Regions from separate parts of the Mus musculus genome. Here all the other regions are linked to region 5. A link is a contact called in public HiChIP or PLAC-seq, Micro-C and promoter capture Hi-C data. All regions are on one chromosome and are shown on one strand. Each heading gives the region's core, a stretch centred on a gene start, on an enhancer-like site or on the middle of the called end of the contact. The rest is flanking DNA. Distances are from core to core; before and after follow the strand shown.

What was found. Promoter capture Hi-C pulls out the DNA fragments that hold promoters and counts their contacts. Hi-C and Micro-C count contacts between places; a contact is called where the count stands out from the background. HiChIP or PLAC-seq counts read pairs in DNA pulled down with a chosen protein or histone mark.
Region 1: a contact with region 5 is called in a Micro-C map of embryonic stem cells, with 6 times the contacts expected there. The contact joins the promoter of Smad3 here to the promoter of Tipin in region 5. A contact is called at or near these places in 1 of 39 promoter capture datasets (maxillary cranial neural crest) and 1 of 484 Hi-C or Micro-C datasets (embryonic stem cells).
Region 2: a promoter capture Hi-C map of the HPC-7 cell line shows a contact between it and region 5. The contact joins the promoter of Hacd3 here to the promoter of Tipin in region 5. A contact is called at or near these places in 18 of 39 promoter capture datasets (the 3T3-L1 cell line, the C10 cell line, the HPC-7 cell line and 10 more), 1 of 15 datasets of contacts at CTCF or cohesin (large pre-B cells), 1 of 484 Hi-C or Micro-C datasets (cerebral cortex), 20 of 115 datasets of contacts at active chromatin or transcription factors (the 230-238 cell line, the NIH/3T3 cell line, astrocytes and 16 more) and 3 of 9 other capture datasets (adipose tissue, liver and pancreatic islet).
Region 3: a contact with region 5 is called in an H3K27ac HiChIP or PLAC-seq map of microglia, with 5 times the contacts expected there. The contact joins the enhancer-like site here to the promoter of Tipin in region 5. A contact is called at or near these places in 6 of 39 promoter capture datasets (the C10 cell line, cranial neural crest, hippocampal neurons and 3 more), 1 of 15 datasets of contacts at CTCF or cohesin (large pre-B cells), 15 of 115 datasets of contacts at active chromatin or transcription factors (the 230-238 cell line, the SCID.adh cell line, astrocytes and 11 more) and 1 of 9 other capture datasets (adipose tissue).
Region 4: an H3K27ac HiChIP or PLAC-seq map of large pre-B cells shows a contact between it and region 5, with 3 times the contacts expected there. The contact joins the enhancer-like site here to the promoter of Tipin in region 5. A contact is called at or near these places in 4 of 39 promoter capture datasets (cranial neural crest, frontonasal cranial neural crest, hippocampal neurons and 1 more), 2 of 484 Hi-C or Micro-C datasets (granulocyte-monocyte progenitors and stem cell-derived neural progenitor cells) and 4 of 115 datasets of contacts at active chromatin or transcription factors (the 230-238 cell line, the SCID.adh cell line, embryonic forebrain and 1 more).

The regions. Positions count from the first base shown.
Region 1 is chr9:63,756,684-63,759,383 of GRCm38.p6, reverse strand. It overlaps Smad3 (SMAD family member 3), which reads left to right and starts at 1,390. Exons shown (of 9, transcript NM_016769.4): 1 at 1,390-1,912. The coding sequence starts at 1,707.
Region 2 is chr9:65,020,462-65,023,161 of GRCm38.p6, reverse strand. It overlaps Hacd3 (3-hydroxyacyl-CoA dehydratase 3), which reads left to right and starts at 1,445. Exons shown (of 11, transcript NM_021345.2): 1 at 1,445-1,705. The coding sequence starts at 1,619.
Region 3 is chr9:65,000,142-65,002,841 of GRCm38.p6, reverse strand. It overlaps Hacd3 (3-hydroxyacyl-CoA dehydratase 3), which reads left to right. Exons shown (of 11, transcript NM_021345.2): 6 at 1,751-1,861. Among named protein-coding and RNA genes, the nearest start is that of Hacd3, 20 kb to the left of the region's middle. Within about 2 kb of position 1,366, at least 19 of the 459 cell types and tissues checked have an H3K27ac peak or open chromatin away from gene starts, as enhancers often do. A contact at or near this core is called in adipose tissue, bone marrow-derived macrophages and microglia, where this site is marked.
Region 4 is chr9:65,073,669-65,076,368 of GRCm38.p6, reverse strand. It overlaps Dpp8 (dipeptidylpeptidase 8), which reads right to left. Exons shown (of 21, transcript NM_028906.2): 17 at 1,784-1,930; 18 at 481-633. Among named protein-coding and RNA genes, the nearest start is that of Igdcc4, 26 kb to the left of the region's middle. Within about 2 kb of position 1,323, at least 80 of the 459 cell types and tissues checked have an H3K27ac peak or open chromatin away from gene starts, as enhancers often do. A contact at or near this core is called in the 230-238 cell line, where this site is marked.
Region 5 is chr9:64,280,141-64,282,840 of GRCm38.p6, reverse strand. Tipin (timeless interacting protein) reads right to left here and starts at 1,256. Exons shown (of 8, transcript NM_001324557.1): 1 at 1,194-1,256.

The sequences.
Region 1 (2,700 bases), core at 141-2,640, 520 kb after region 5:
GGAGGGAAACCACAACCCCTGACAAGCTGCCGCTGGCGGTTGGTGGTGGGGCAGCCTCGAGGACAGAGCAGGGGGCCCCTGAAGCTTCAGGGCTGACTCTGTGGGACGAGCCACACTTCATAGGGCTTCGTAAAGCGCACCGGATCTTGGTTTGCAAATAACTTGTTTCTCACCACGGGAGAGAAATAGGTGTGTGTGTGTTCGCGCGTGCGCAAAACCAAGCACACTCTAAGCATCTGGGCTAGCCTGATAGGGAGGCTGAAACAGGATAAAGGAGCAGAGGGTCTAATGTAACGCCCCAAATCCGTGGAGGGACCGTGGGCAACCAGCCCTGAATTCGTCTAGTCTGCAGTAAAGCCCCTAGGGCTACTCAAAGTCAGGTTCTCTTGGCTTCCCACCTAGGCTAACTTTGAATAAACTTCTCGAGTCCTCTCCGGCTTGCTCTTTGTGTGTGCGAGTTCATTGCTTTGTAAACAAAAGCTCTCTTACTTGTTTGGTGTCGAATTTCGGAACTTCAGTAACACCCTGAAATGTTAATTCTCTCCCCTCCTCCAAAGAAAAATCCTAAAGCACCCCCATTCATTCCTTCAGGAACGCAACAGATGTCTTTGAGGCCCGTTTTCTGCAAAAAGCTTGGTTCACTGGGCCCAAGGGACCCCTGGCTCCAGCTATTGTTCAAGTTGTCACTGAGGTCTCTTAACTCCTTTTAAGTCTCCCTCTCCCCTTTTCCAACTCCCTCCTCCGCAGTCTCAGGCAGTCGGCCGTTCTGATCTCACCCAGCAGGAAAACAAAAACAAAACAAAAAACCACCTAAAGCAGCTCTGGCCACTGAGCGAGATCAGCGTGCCCCAACTTCCTGGGCCCGGAGCTTTTCTGAACCCCTCACCGCGCCCGAGTCCTCTCCGGAGTGCAGCCAGCCCTTGACGGACAGTGCCTGTTCCCTGTGAGTCTAATCCTCTCTAGTTCCTGCAACGGTATCTGAGAGTCTGTGGGGCGGCGAGTCCCCAGGAGTCCGGTCCCTCGGCACTTGGCAGAGCTGGCGGCCGCCCTACCCGGTGGCCCACGTGGGCGCGCTTGGCGGCGCTGGGCGGGGAAGGCCGCGGGTCCTCCCCGGAGCAGGGCGCGGGGGAGGAGCGGGGAGCCCCGGCAGCGAGGGGGCGGCGACTGCGCTGGGAAGGAGGCTGCACGCGGAGCTGCGTGAAACGTAGACTTGGGAGCGGGCGGGAGAGGAGCGGGTAGCGCGGCTGCTCGGCCCTGGCTGGCCCTGCAAGGCGGCGATCGCAGAGGAGGAGGAGGAGGAGGAGCAGCGCTGCAGAGGCGGAGGGATCTGCGCACCAAAGCCATCCAGGCCAGCAAAGTTTGGCTGGGGGTTGGACTTTCCTTCCCGGAGGCGGCACCCAAACAGCTACCCCGTGCGGAAACCCAAACTTTCTACTGCCACTTGGAGTCTCGCGGCCGCCGCCTCCGCCCCGCGCGTCCGGGGCCTGCCCGTCAGTCCGTCGGTCCGCGTGGAGCAGCTCGGGCGCCGCCGTGCTCCCGATCCCCGCAGCTGCAGCGCCGCAGTCCTGGCCCGGACGCCCGGGCAAGTTCTCCAGAGTTAAAAGCGAAGTTCGGGCGAGGCGCGGGCCGAGCTGCCTCTGAGCGCCCCCGGCGTCCCCAGTGCGCCCAGCCCCGCCGGGGGCGCCGGTGACCCTTCGGTGCCAGCCATGTCGTCCATCCTGCCCTTCACCCCCCCGATCGTGAAGCGCCTGCTGGGTTGGAAGAAGGGCGAGCAGAACGGGCAGGAGGAGAAGTGGTGCGAGAAGGCGGTCAAGAGCTTGGTGAAGAAGCTCAAGAAGACGGGGCAGTTGGACGAGCTGGAGAAGGCCATCACCACGCAGAACGTGAACACCAAGTGCATTACCATCCCCAGGTGGGGTCCCAGAGCGGCTGGGGGCGCACTGGCCCAGCCCCCTAGCGCGGCCCGGGTGGAGAGGGAGGGCGTGTGCGCGTGTGTGCGCGCGCCTGTAGGGGACGGGGAGTGGGTGGAGGGACCCCAAACAAAACCTTCGGATTTGCCTAGCCTCAGAGACCTGGCTTCCGTGCAGCATTTTGGCTTCTAGACCTCAAGGGTCGCCAGCTGCTTCCGGGCAGCAGGGGTGTTTCTGAGCTTGGCCCCCCAACTCTCGGGGCTTCGGGCTCCAAGTGGAGGCCCCGCTTTGTTCGGCTCTGCCGGCCGAGCCCCTCCTCCTCCGCCGCCTCCCGCCCCGCGCTCGTGGAGGTGGTGGCGTGTGTCCCTTTCTTTTCTTCAGCTCTGTTCCCCCACTTCTTTTCCTCGTCTACAGGAATGCAGTCGGTACAGCTGTGGGTGAGGAGCGGGAGCCCGTTGATTGACAGATTCCTTCTTCGCTCTTTCTTTGCTTTGGGATTAGCATTTTTACTGAGTATTTTTAGATTTGGTTGTGCCAGCCTCCCGCCCCCTGTGCACGCATGCACGCACGCACTTAGTTGGAGAGCAGAGCACCGACTTTGAAGCGGGAGAAACAAGTGGCAGAAAGTAGGGGCTTTCCCTCTTTCCACCCCACCCCTGCTGATTTGCGATCTTTTTAATCCAGAGTATGCGGGTGCCTAGAATGGAGCAGGCAGCTCCAGGCAGATAACAAAACACCCCAGGGCTGGCCTCCCATCGGCCCTGCATTCCTGTAGAGCCTATTTTCCCAA
Region 2 (2,700 bases), core at 196-2,695, 740 kb before region 5:
GGAATCCAACCCAAGGCTTTGTGTGTGCTGGACAAGTGCTCTACCAAATAATCTACATCCCCATCTACAGCAGCTCCTCCTCTAAGTCCTTCAAGCATCAGAAGAGTCTGTAAAAAGGTGAACATCAGAGCCAAGCAGGATCTCTTGCCAACAGCAGAAACTAGGCGTACGTCCTGGCAATAGCCTTTATCAGTGTCAAGGACCAAATGAAAGCTTTCTGCAGGAGTAATGACTGATCTCTGAGAAGGGAGACATGGCCCTGAGCCAAACAGGGCTAGGAGGGGGGGGGGCAGTCTCTAGAGAGGACAGTGTGGTTTCTTTTTCATTTGACTGACATCATCATAAAAGCCTTATTCCCATCCCCCTGCCCCTGGCCTTGCCTTCTAGTCTCCCTCACCCTGCCCCACCACCGTGTACTTTTTAGCCTGGATGATAAACTCTACTTTATTTCCCTTTCCTTTGTTTGTTCAGGTTGGCCTTGAACTCAGTACGTAACTAAGGATGACTTTGCACTTCTGAACATCTCAAGTGCTGAGATTACAGGTGTTCACCACTAGTCCTGATTTATGTGCTATTGGGGATCAAACCCACTACCGACTAGGCTATAGTCCTCTAGTCCTCTAGTCCTCTTACTAATCTCTGTCTCTCTGTCTCTGTCTCCTTATTGATTTCCCTGGAAATGGGCCCATAATAGCTGTGCTCCTTTACAGAAAAACTTAGAAACAGATGATGACACTACAAGGAGCTGAGGTTATAGTAGAGTGCCTGTCTGCAGCATCCAGGTCCTCAAATGCTCAGGACGGGGCTAGGGATGCCAAGGAACTGATTTGTTTGTTTGCTTATTAGTTCATGTAGATAGCTATAACGAATGGGCTGTTCTGTTTGTTGGGCAGTGAATGGAAACCATCTCTCTTAAAACAGGAAGCCTGAGGCCAGGGGAGGTGTTGCACACCTTTAAATCACAAGGGAGGCAAAAGCAGACGACAGGTCCCTGGATCTGGTCTACCAAGTGAATTTCAGGTCACCTAGAGCTACATAGTAAGACAGACAGAAAGAAGAAAGAAAGGAAGGAAGGAAGAAAAAAAAAAAGCAACACCAATGTATGTCTTGAATGGCTCATCTGTCTTTCTGTGTGTGGCCTTGAAGCCCAGGGAGGAAGTGGGTTCTCACTAAACGCTGCGATCATACAAAAAAACTTGGAAGGGATCCTTGCACACAAGCCTCTTCATACGCCGCCAATCCGCCCTTTCTTTGTAGATTAGAGCCTCTCACTTTCATGTTCTTGTGCAAGGACCTCTCTGAAGCGCCACAGGAGGTAAGCGAGGAGCTCAAAAGCCTCTGATCCGAAGGCCACTGAGCCGCTGATCACGTGGCGCAGCCGCTAGCCTCTCCCACGTCCCGCCCCGTCCTCTCCCTCGCTGGGTTCGCCCCGCCCTCCCGCCCCGGTCCTCACTGCGCAAGCGCGAGCCGCGAGCGTGGGTTATCTCGAGACAGCCGGGCTGCGGGCTGCGGAGCGTGCGGGTCTGAGGCCTGCGTTCTGCTAGCTCCAGCGGCTCACAGGCCGAGGTAACGAGGCGCAGCAAGCCGAGCCTCCCCGCTCCCCCGGACAGCGTGGGCCATGGAGACTCAAGTGCTGACGCCGCATGTCTACTGGGCTCAGCGACACCGCGAGCTGTATCTGCGCGTGGAGCTGAGTGACGTGCAGGTAAAGGCCGGGCTGCGGGCTGCGCGCAGGATCGGGGGCCCCCCGGTCCCCGTCGGCCGCCCTGTGCGTTTGCGCTCCTGCAGTGCGCCAGCAGGAACCGCGAGTGGAGCGCCCCGGTCTCCCTTAGGGGCTGCAGGTGCCGTCCGGCGTTCTGCGCTTGGCCCCGGTATCCCCTTTGTTCCTGGTAGGCGCCCTGGGGAGCCTCAGCAGAGTCCTGGAAGCCGGCGGCTGGCCTTCGGGTTGCCTAAGGCCCTCTGAATTGTGGGATGAGCTCCGTGGGTCTAAAGTGCGGCTTGACAGTGGCCTGTTGTGCGGTAGCAGGACGTCAGCGCTGGCCTCTGAGGTTTAGTCCGGGCGGCCCATTGACCTTCTCAAGGCCCGTCGCTGGGCTGGGCGGGGGGCAACCCCCCAACCGTTCAGTGATAGAAATCTACACCACACCTCCGCTCACCAAGGAAATGATTTCCATCCTCTCTTTAAGGCTGCGAGCTCAGCCTTAGCAAGTTGCGTAAAGAAATTATCGTGTGACATTAAGTATTCATTTCACCACGTTTACCTATTAATGTGAGCAAATCAAATCCCTGGGAACTTCCCATGTCTCTAACCAGACCATCCAGTATTCTGTGTGAAGCGAGTGGTTTTGGTCTGGAATGTTCTTTCCCTAGTCTCCTTGACATCCATGGTATTGTAATCTTCATTCCTCTGAACTGTTTCTTGCTCGCAGTTAGATACCTGTCTGAATTCATCAATTCATCTGGTCTATTTTCTTGCAGGGTCTAGGTGCCCATGTCCACTTGAGTCTAATCTTTGCTTCTGGAATGTAAATAATTTCCCCTTGTGAACGATGAAGCTAATACTGGCCAGAATGTCTTTGAGTAAGCAGTAAATTTCATTTAAGGTGTAAGCAAACCCGAATAAATGCTACTCTAGAATAGGATGAATAATTCTCTGTGCTATTGTTCTCTACTCTGCTACAAGATTCTTTGCTAAAATAG
Region 3 (2,700 bases), core at 117-2,616, 720 kb before region 5:
GAGTGATGACAGATTTAAAAAAATCATCTTAAAAGATAAAAACTTAGTCTCTAAAGAGGACTAGTGGAGGCAAAGACCAACGCAGGGAGCCACCTCAATGAAGACAGTTGCCTGCACAAACTTTATGTGAGTCTGTAGAAGCCACACAAAAGTGAAAGGAGAGCACGGACATCACAGGACTGATGTCACAGACATGTGACCTCCACACTGAGCCACAGCACATGAGCCTGCCCCCTCACAACAACAATAGTGATGATGATGATGATGGTGATGGTGGGGAGGGATGGTGATGGTGGTGGTGAGGGGGGATGGTGATGATGATGATGGTGAGGGGGGTGGTGATGATGATGGGGGTGGTGATGATGATGCTGGTGAGGGGGGATGGTGGTGATGATGATGATGAGGGGGGTGGTGATGATGATGGTGGTGAGGGGGGATGGTGGTGATGATGATGGTGAGGGGAGATGTGATGATGATGGTGGTGAGGGGGGATGGTGGTGATGATGATGGTGAGGGGGGATGGTGATGATGATGGTGGTGAGGGGGGATGTGGTGATGATGATGGTGGGAGTGATGATGGTGGTGAGGGGGGATGGTGATGATGATGATGGTGATTAGCGTTTGCTGTGTTTTAAACTTTTGCGACAAGGTCTGGCTGGCCTGGAACTTACTACATAGACCAGGCTGGCTTCAGACTCACAGATATCCCCCTGCCTCTGCCTCCAGAGTGCTGGGCACCAACATGACTGGCCCAGTAATAAAGTTGTGTTTTTAAAGGCTACCTTTGATATTTACATTAACTTTTTAGTGTTTTAAACTTGATAAATTAAAAAAAAAACAACCAAAAACTTAAAACATGGATTTTTTTTTAAATAAATTCATGGTTTCCTGATGCTAGGGTTCTTCATGATGGGGAAGGAAGTGTACATTTTGCATTATGAAGAAGTTTGACTAAGTGTGTTACATGTGGTGTCTTTTGGCCCTATGAGATGGGCTGGTTTTATTTTGACCATACTGTTGTGGTCTGGGCATCAGTAAAGTGTTGATGAGAGTATTGGTGACACAGTTGGCCTGGAGTCTCTGCCAGAGACTGTCCTTTTTGTCCTTTCTTTTCCCCTGTCTTGTGAGGGAGGGGCCTGTAAGGCCAAGCTCGTTCTGTGGACAGAGTGCTTGTTCCCTCTTCTGCCTCTGGCTGTGTCCTCATCCTGCCCATGTCTAGAGGCGCAGCTCAGATCCTGGCTTAGCCACATAGACTGCCTGTTTCCCAGGCTAATGTCTTTTTTTCAGAGGACATTCTCTGTCTCCTTCTGGCTTGTGCTGTGGCTTTCCAGCCCGTCATCAGCTCCTTGGAGGCGGTGCTGTGCTCTCACTGCCTTTGTGTTCCCATTTTGCCCTTCGCAGACAGGACTGCCTATGTGTCTATACGACCACATGTTAGAATTGCTTTTGTTTTTTTCATTTATTCTTCCTATTATGTGAGCTAGTTTGACCTGCATGATCTTAAAGAAACAAAACAAAACCAAAAATAATCCCCTCAATGCTCCAAACCCCAGAGGAGAGGAATTATGTTAACTAGGACAAAAGCTGAAGGGAGACATAGTTCCCTCTATCTGTTTCGAGGGGTGGAGTTTTTCTCCTGAGCTAGGCAGGGCTATGAAAGGAAGCTGGTGAGTACACGACACGGGGCACCAGGGCTTCCCTCCGGAGTTGTGTTCAGGAGCTCACGGCCCGGCTCTGCTTTGCTTTGCAGCTCTTACAAACTTGAAGAAAGGGTACCTGTTCATGTACAACCTTGTGCAGCTCCTGGGGTTCTCCTGGATCTTTGTCAACCTCACAGTGCGGTTCTTTATTTTAGGAAAAGGTAAGTATGACATTTCATCTACCTCAGCTGAGGTGGCTCTCTCTGCCTTGGACGTGAATAGGCACCTGCCCTTCCTGCCCTTCCTGCCCTTCCTGCCCTTCCTGCCCTTCCTGCCTTTCCTGCCTTACCTGCCTTTCCCTATGTCAGTTCCTGGAGGAACATGCTGACCGGAGCAGGCCTAGAGGTTTCACTTCTGCGGATGTGTTTTAAGGAAACAAGAACTATAGGTGAAGTTTCTGCAGATGTGACATGTGGCATTAAGTTACAAACTTCTCATGTGTCTTCATCAGTAAGAAATTTCTGTGGAATATTCACTAGTGTAGTGTTGTGGAGCATAGAGAAAGAGTCAACAGTAGCATAAACAACGCTTATGAGGCTATAATTAATGTCTAACTTGCTTTTCTTTGTTTGATCATAGCAGTTTGCAAATGAGCACTCTCAAAAAGATTAGAGAGAATACAGTTTTCCAGTGGTCTGAATGTAGGTCAATTAACAGTACCGTTTCTTTTGCAAAATAGGTATGGAGAAAATAAGATTATAATAGAAAATGTAAACTGTTTGAAAAGAGACATGAACTCTTGTAGAGTATCCTACTGTCTGACTCTGCATTTTCCACCTGCAGTTTTCGGCTGTGGAGCCGGTTAGCTGGGGGTGTGTGTGTGTGTGGGGGGTCTGTTGAAAGGGGAGGAACTGTGACTTGTTTATACCCCTGACATTGGACTTTGGGTAGCACAGTGGCAGCTAGGACCACATGCCTAGGGCTTATAGTCAACCTGTGACCAGCAGCCTCCATGTGACCACAGGAGAGAATGGAGAAGTCTCAGGTGCAGCTACTCTCG
Region 4 (2,700 bases), core at 74-2,573, 790 kb before region 5:
AGAATAGGACAAAGATGTACTTTAGTAATTAAACAAGTAGTACAATCCAGTAACTGTGTGTGTGTGTTTTACTAGTCATGACTTTTAATCTTTGGCATGTATAAGTAGTTAAAAATTGGTGCTCAGGCTGACAAGTGTTTAAAAAGCTATGTTAACACAAAAGGTACATTTCCCATGTTGCAAAACACAAACTCAGCAATATTGTAGAGAAGTCTCTACAATATTGGCAATACCATGAGCCTTCAAAAAAATTACCACTTCCAGGTGTCTTCGATGAACAGAATTCTATCTAATTACAAAAACAAACAAGAGAGCTGGGTGGTGGTGGTGAACAACTTTAATCTCAGCATGTGGGAGGCAGAGGCAGGGAAATCTTTGAATTCAAGGCCAGCCTGGGCTACACAGAGAAACTCTGCCTAAAAAAACCCGAAATCAAGAAAACAAACAAGCAAAAACTGAAATACAATAATAGCTACGTACCCGGAAGATATCCGACCTCTGCATTAATGCCATCAGGGAGAGGTAGCCACCATAGGACCAGCCGTGGATGCCCACTCGATCCAAGTCAATGAAGTCATACTGAGATGCTAGGTACTGGAGTCCTTCCACTTGATCATCGATTTCTATTTGACCCTGTCAAAGAGGGGGAAAGCTCACTGGCTCTGATGTACACTAGAGTCTTTGAGAATTCTTTTTAATGCTGCTTCATGTTTTTACTAAAAATTCCTGGAGAGTTTCTCTTTTCAGATTAGAGTTTAATTAACAAGTGATATTCTATTTTGCCCCAGGAAATGTAAAATAAAAATGCTTCTATAGGTAAGGACCTGCTACTCTGATGGGGGTTTAGTCCCCAGGCCTTTCCTGTCATTGCCCACACTGTCCCTAACTACATCGTGTCTCCCACTCGTTTGTTCTGTTGTCTGCTAAGAGGCCAGCAACTTCCTTGTAACAAGCCTTCCTCTATCCAAAGACAAAAATTCAGCCCCTTTAAGAGATTAATTTTACTTCTCCTTTTAGCACTTAAGTGCAACAAAACAGAGGACATTACCCCTGAGGCCCTAACTTCCTCTTTTCCAGCATTTTACCTCTAGCAAAGCTCTGGACGGCTTAGTTCCTGCCAGTACCACCCAGGGTATCACTTGGCCTGCCAGTACCACCCAGGGTATCACCTGGCCTGCCAGTGCACACAGTCTCGCTTCACTGAGCCAAAACCAAAAAAATAAAACAACCAAAAACTTACATGAGAATACAACATAAGGTCAAAGAACTGTCTGTGGGAGAGCATCCCATGTCTTACTCAGCATGTCCAACACACTGGCAACCACAGGGACTGCCTTACAGTGCAAAAGGAACATCGGCCTGTCATCATTTCCCAAAGCAGCAGAAAGGACCTGGGGCATCTCTAAAAGGTAGCATTTAAAGCTTCCTGCAGAGAGAAAGAGGCTTGTCACAAGGAAGGAACTAACCAGTCGGTTTCCCTCTTCACAGAGGACAGAACAAATCTCAATTATTTCTTAGCTACATATGGGTCTCTGCACGCTAGATGGGGCTGCTTTGTAGGGAGCTGCGGGTACAACTTAGAAGAGTATTTTTGTGCAGAAGTGGTTCTACCTCAGCTCCTGGGCATTGCATACAGGTAACCAGGAGTGAGTATAGTGTAAACCCAACTGTGCCTTCCTTCCCACTGCTCAAGTCTAACCCGTGCTCCCTCATTCTGTCACTTAGATCCTCCCCCAACTCAAAACGAAAACATTTGAAAAGAAAATGCTCTATGTTCACACACCATTTTATATTTAAAGGCGCCTTCAAATTTAAGTCCTCGGTGACAGGATCCCCTGTTGTCTATCACCACAACCACATAACCCAGGGAGGCCAGGGTGTTCAGGCGGAAATACTTGACTCCTTTAAACCGATTGTTCACCAGCTGCACCTGGAAGAGAGGCGCATCTTGAGTGGAGTTGCGTGGCAGCATACAGAGCGTGAGAGGGGGGTCCACGGCGAGGCGAGCACCAGGAAACTGAGCTTCCTACTTCTCTTCCCGTTGAAGCGTAAGTGTGACGGGATCCACTTTTAAACTGACTCTCGTCTAGGCATGTTTGTGTTGCTCACACTTAGTCTCACACTTAGAGCTTCACGGCAAATACCAAACAACTGCAGACTTCATTCTAGCTCAGATAGTTAAGATTTAAGTAAGGTAAGATAATCCACCCCACAGAGAAAGTTGCCAAATTATCTACACCAAAGAATATGTCATTCAAGTAACAGTGACAAGGACAATTAAGACCATCTTCTGGCCCCCCTTGTCTCTGTTGCTGAGTGACAGCGAGATGTAGCATTCTAATGAACACTGTTATCAGTCCGGCTATCTCTCTCATGTTAGACAAATTAGTGTAAAAGTATGATTTTTAAATCACTTTATCACCCTAGAGACTACCCTTCAAAGTGACACAGAGAGAGACTGCGTCTGGGGCTTTACTAGAAAAGGAGCTGTAGCTACTGAGAGGAGGAGTGAGCCATGCCCTGCACGCTCGTGTTTCAGTCAGCTCAGGGCACTCATGAAGTGGTGGTCCCGTGGGATCACAACGGAGCTGAAAATGTCTAATGACAGCACAGCTGGCGGGACACGGTGCATTTCTCCTGGGTTTGGGGCACTGTTAGTGTAAACAAGCTACTGCACTGCCAGGGTTCTGAGGCGGACTG
Region 5 (2,700 bases), core at 7-2,506:
GATAGCTTCCTCAGGACTTTTCAGAGGGTAAAGGCCAGGATTGACTGCTTGCTGTTGGCTGTGGTTTTGTTTAGTGGTGAGCAAGAGAAGAAATAACACATCCTCAAGGTCCTCACCTTGCCTCAAACATGCCCCAAGGAACTTGACACTCCTCATCTGCAGGGTAAAGATAATGTTGCCATTTTTCCCCCTATCCTCTCGTTTTTTAGGGAGCCTAAAGGGTAGATTAAGGGTAGAGAAGGGTGGAAGAAAGAATCCACAAAGTAGCAAAGGACTCTGTGGGTAGAGTCAATTCTTTCCTTCCAGCTTTGCATGAGACCCAGGGATCACACTCAGTAAGGCTTGTTCCCCAGCACTATATCGCCTTTACTAGCTGTCCCCAATTCTAAATTTGTGACCGTAAATTTATAAAAACAAAGTACTGGCTCCTGATAATAAACCGCTACGTCTTTGAGTACCTTTAAATGTGGGAACCAAGGGTAGATTATAACTCTACCTAGGACCACTTGGCCTGGGTTCCAGGCCCAGAACAAGCACCCCAATCCTCAAAACATCTAGTTAGTACACTCAATCCCATTCTAATGGGAGTTTGAGAACAGGACTTAAAACTACAATAACCAGCAATTAACCAAAAAAGCACAGTGGGGCTTATCAGTAAACTGGTTTCTCTCAGTGTTTGTAAAGAATTAGATGTTCACAGCCCTTCCTTCTCTCCTTGACAACTGTCACACGTGTTTTAGACACTAACGAGTTAAGTCTCTTTCCCCCTCCAGGTCCTCAAACTCCCAGAGCAGTGTGCGTGACAAATTCAACATCCGATCCACAAGTCCTTCCCGGACCTGTTTCCAACCTACCGTTTTCCCTAGTTGTCAAAACAGGAGCTCCTCGCCCTAAAGGAAGTCCCACCACCCTCACTCTCGTCCCACCGTCGGCGCCAGCCCTAGGGATGTCACCTCTCCCTCGCCTCCCCTCGAGTCCGCTTCCCAGCCTCCCTCTCAGCTAGGTCCGTGCGCGCGGCTCCGGTGCAGGCCCGCCATCCTCCCGCGGCGCCTCCCACCCGCTCCGCCCGCTCCTCCTCAGCCCCGCTTCCGCCTGGCTCCTGGGTGAGACCCCATCTCCCGCGCCCCGCGCCGCCTTTGCAACGCGGGCTCCACTTCCAAAATCTGCGCTCACAGAAACCGGTCTCACCTCACCTAGACAGCGGCCGCCGCCAAGCGCGCCAACACCGCTTCTCGCGAGACTCGGCTCCGCGAGACAAGCTGAGAAATTTGGCGCCAAGGGTAGGCGAAGAGGCGTGGGAGGAGCCTAAGGGTCTGAGCCCCGCCCACCGCGCTCGGAAGCCCGCCTACCCATCCGGAATGTCTGGGACGGCAATGAGTTCTGGGCGCTTTATTAGCTCCAGAAATAGGTCTCCGGGTTTAGAACACGAACGATGGAAGCCAGGCATAATAGTGCACGCCTGGAATCCCAGCACTCGGAGGCTGAGGTAGGAGGATCGCCACAGGTTCCAGGCCAGCGTCTACGAGAAAAAAAAAAAAAAGAAAGAAAAGAAAACTGATTTGTAGAGGAGTAAAACGTAGTGTCAAACAACTTTGGCTGGAAAATTACTGCATCTTCAGAATAGCAAAATGCCACGACTATGAATTTTGTTAATTAAATAAAGATATGAGGAAAAGATTGTAGTTTGTAGTTAGGGTTAGACGTGTAGACCCAAAGAAATATGTCAAGAGCTGGAGAGAGGGCTCAGTGACTAGAGCCCTGACTGCTCTTCCAGAGGTCCTGAGTTCGATTCCCCAGCAACCACATGGTGGCTCACAATCATCTGTAATGGGATCTGATGCCTTCTTCTGGAGTGTCTGAAGACAGCTACAGTGTACTCACATACATAAAATAAATCTTTAAGAAAGAAAAAAGAAATATGTCAACAACAAAAAAAGGAGGGTTCCCTGTTTTCTTTAAAAGTATTGAATCCGGCCGGGCGAGGTGGCACACGCCTTTAATCCCAGCACTTGGGAGGCAGAGGCAGGTGGATTTCTGAGTTCGAGGCCAGCCTGATCTACAAAGTGAGTTCCAGGACAGCCAGAGCTACACAGAGAAACCCTGTCTCGAAAAATCAAAAAAAAAAAAAAAAAAAAAAAAAGTATTGGATCCAGTGTTTACCTTTAATCTTAGGCAGATCCCTGGAGTTCCAGGCCATCCAGTGCTACACAGTGAGATATTGTTTCAAAACAAACAACAAAAAGGGAGGGCAGGGTTGGGGAGATCCCTCAGAGGGTAAAGGACTCCCCCACATTGCATGATGAGCTGAGTTCAGATCTCCAATACCCAGGTTAAAAAACAGCTTGATATTACCCGGAATCCCGATTCTGAGAAGGCAAAAATCAGATTCCTCCAGCTGGCTAGCCAGCCAGCCAGGTTTAACTGATGTGTTCCAGGCACAGTGAGAGACCCTGTCTCAAAGGGGGGGGGGGGGGGCTGAGACATACAGATGGCTTAACCATTAAGAGTACATGTTGCTCATGTAGGGGACTCTAGTACACTCACATAGTGACACAGCCGTGTATGATTCCAGGGTATCTGAGGCTCTCTTCTGACCTCCAGAGAACCAAGCACTCTGTAGATTTATGTATGTATATCATGGTTTATGTATGTATGTTTATATGTGTGGATATGTATGTAAATATGAATGGTTTATTCATG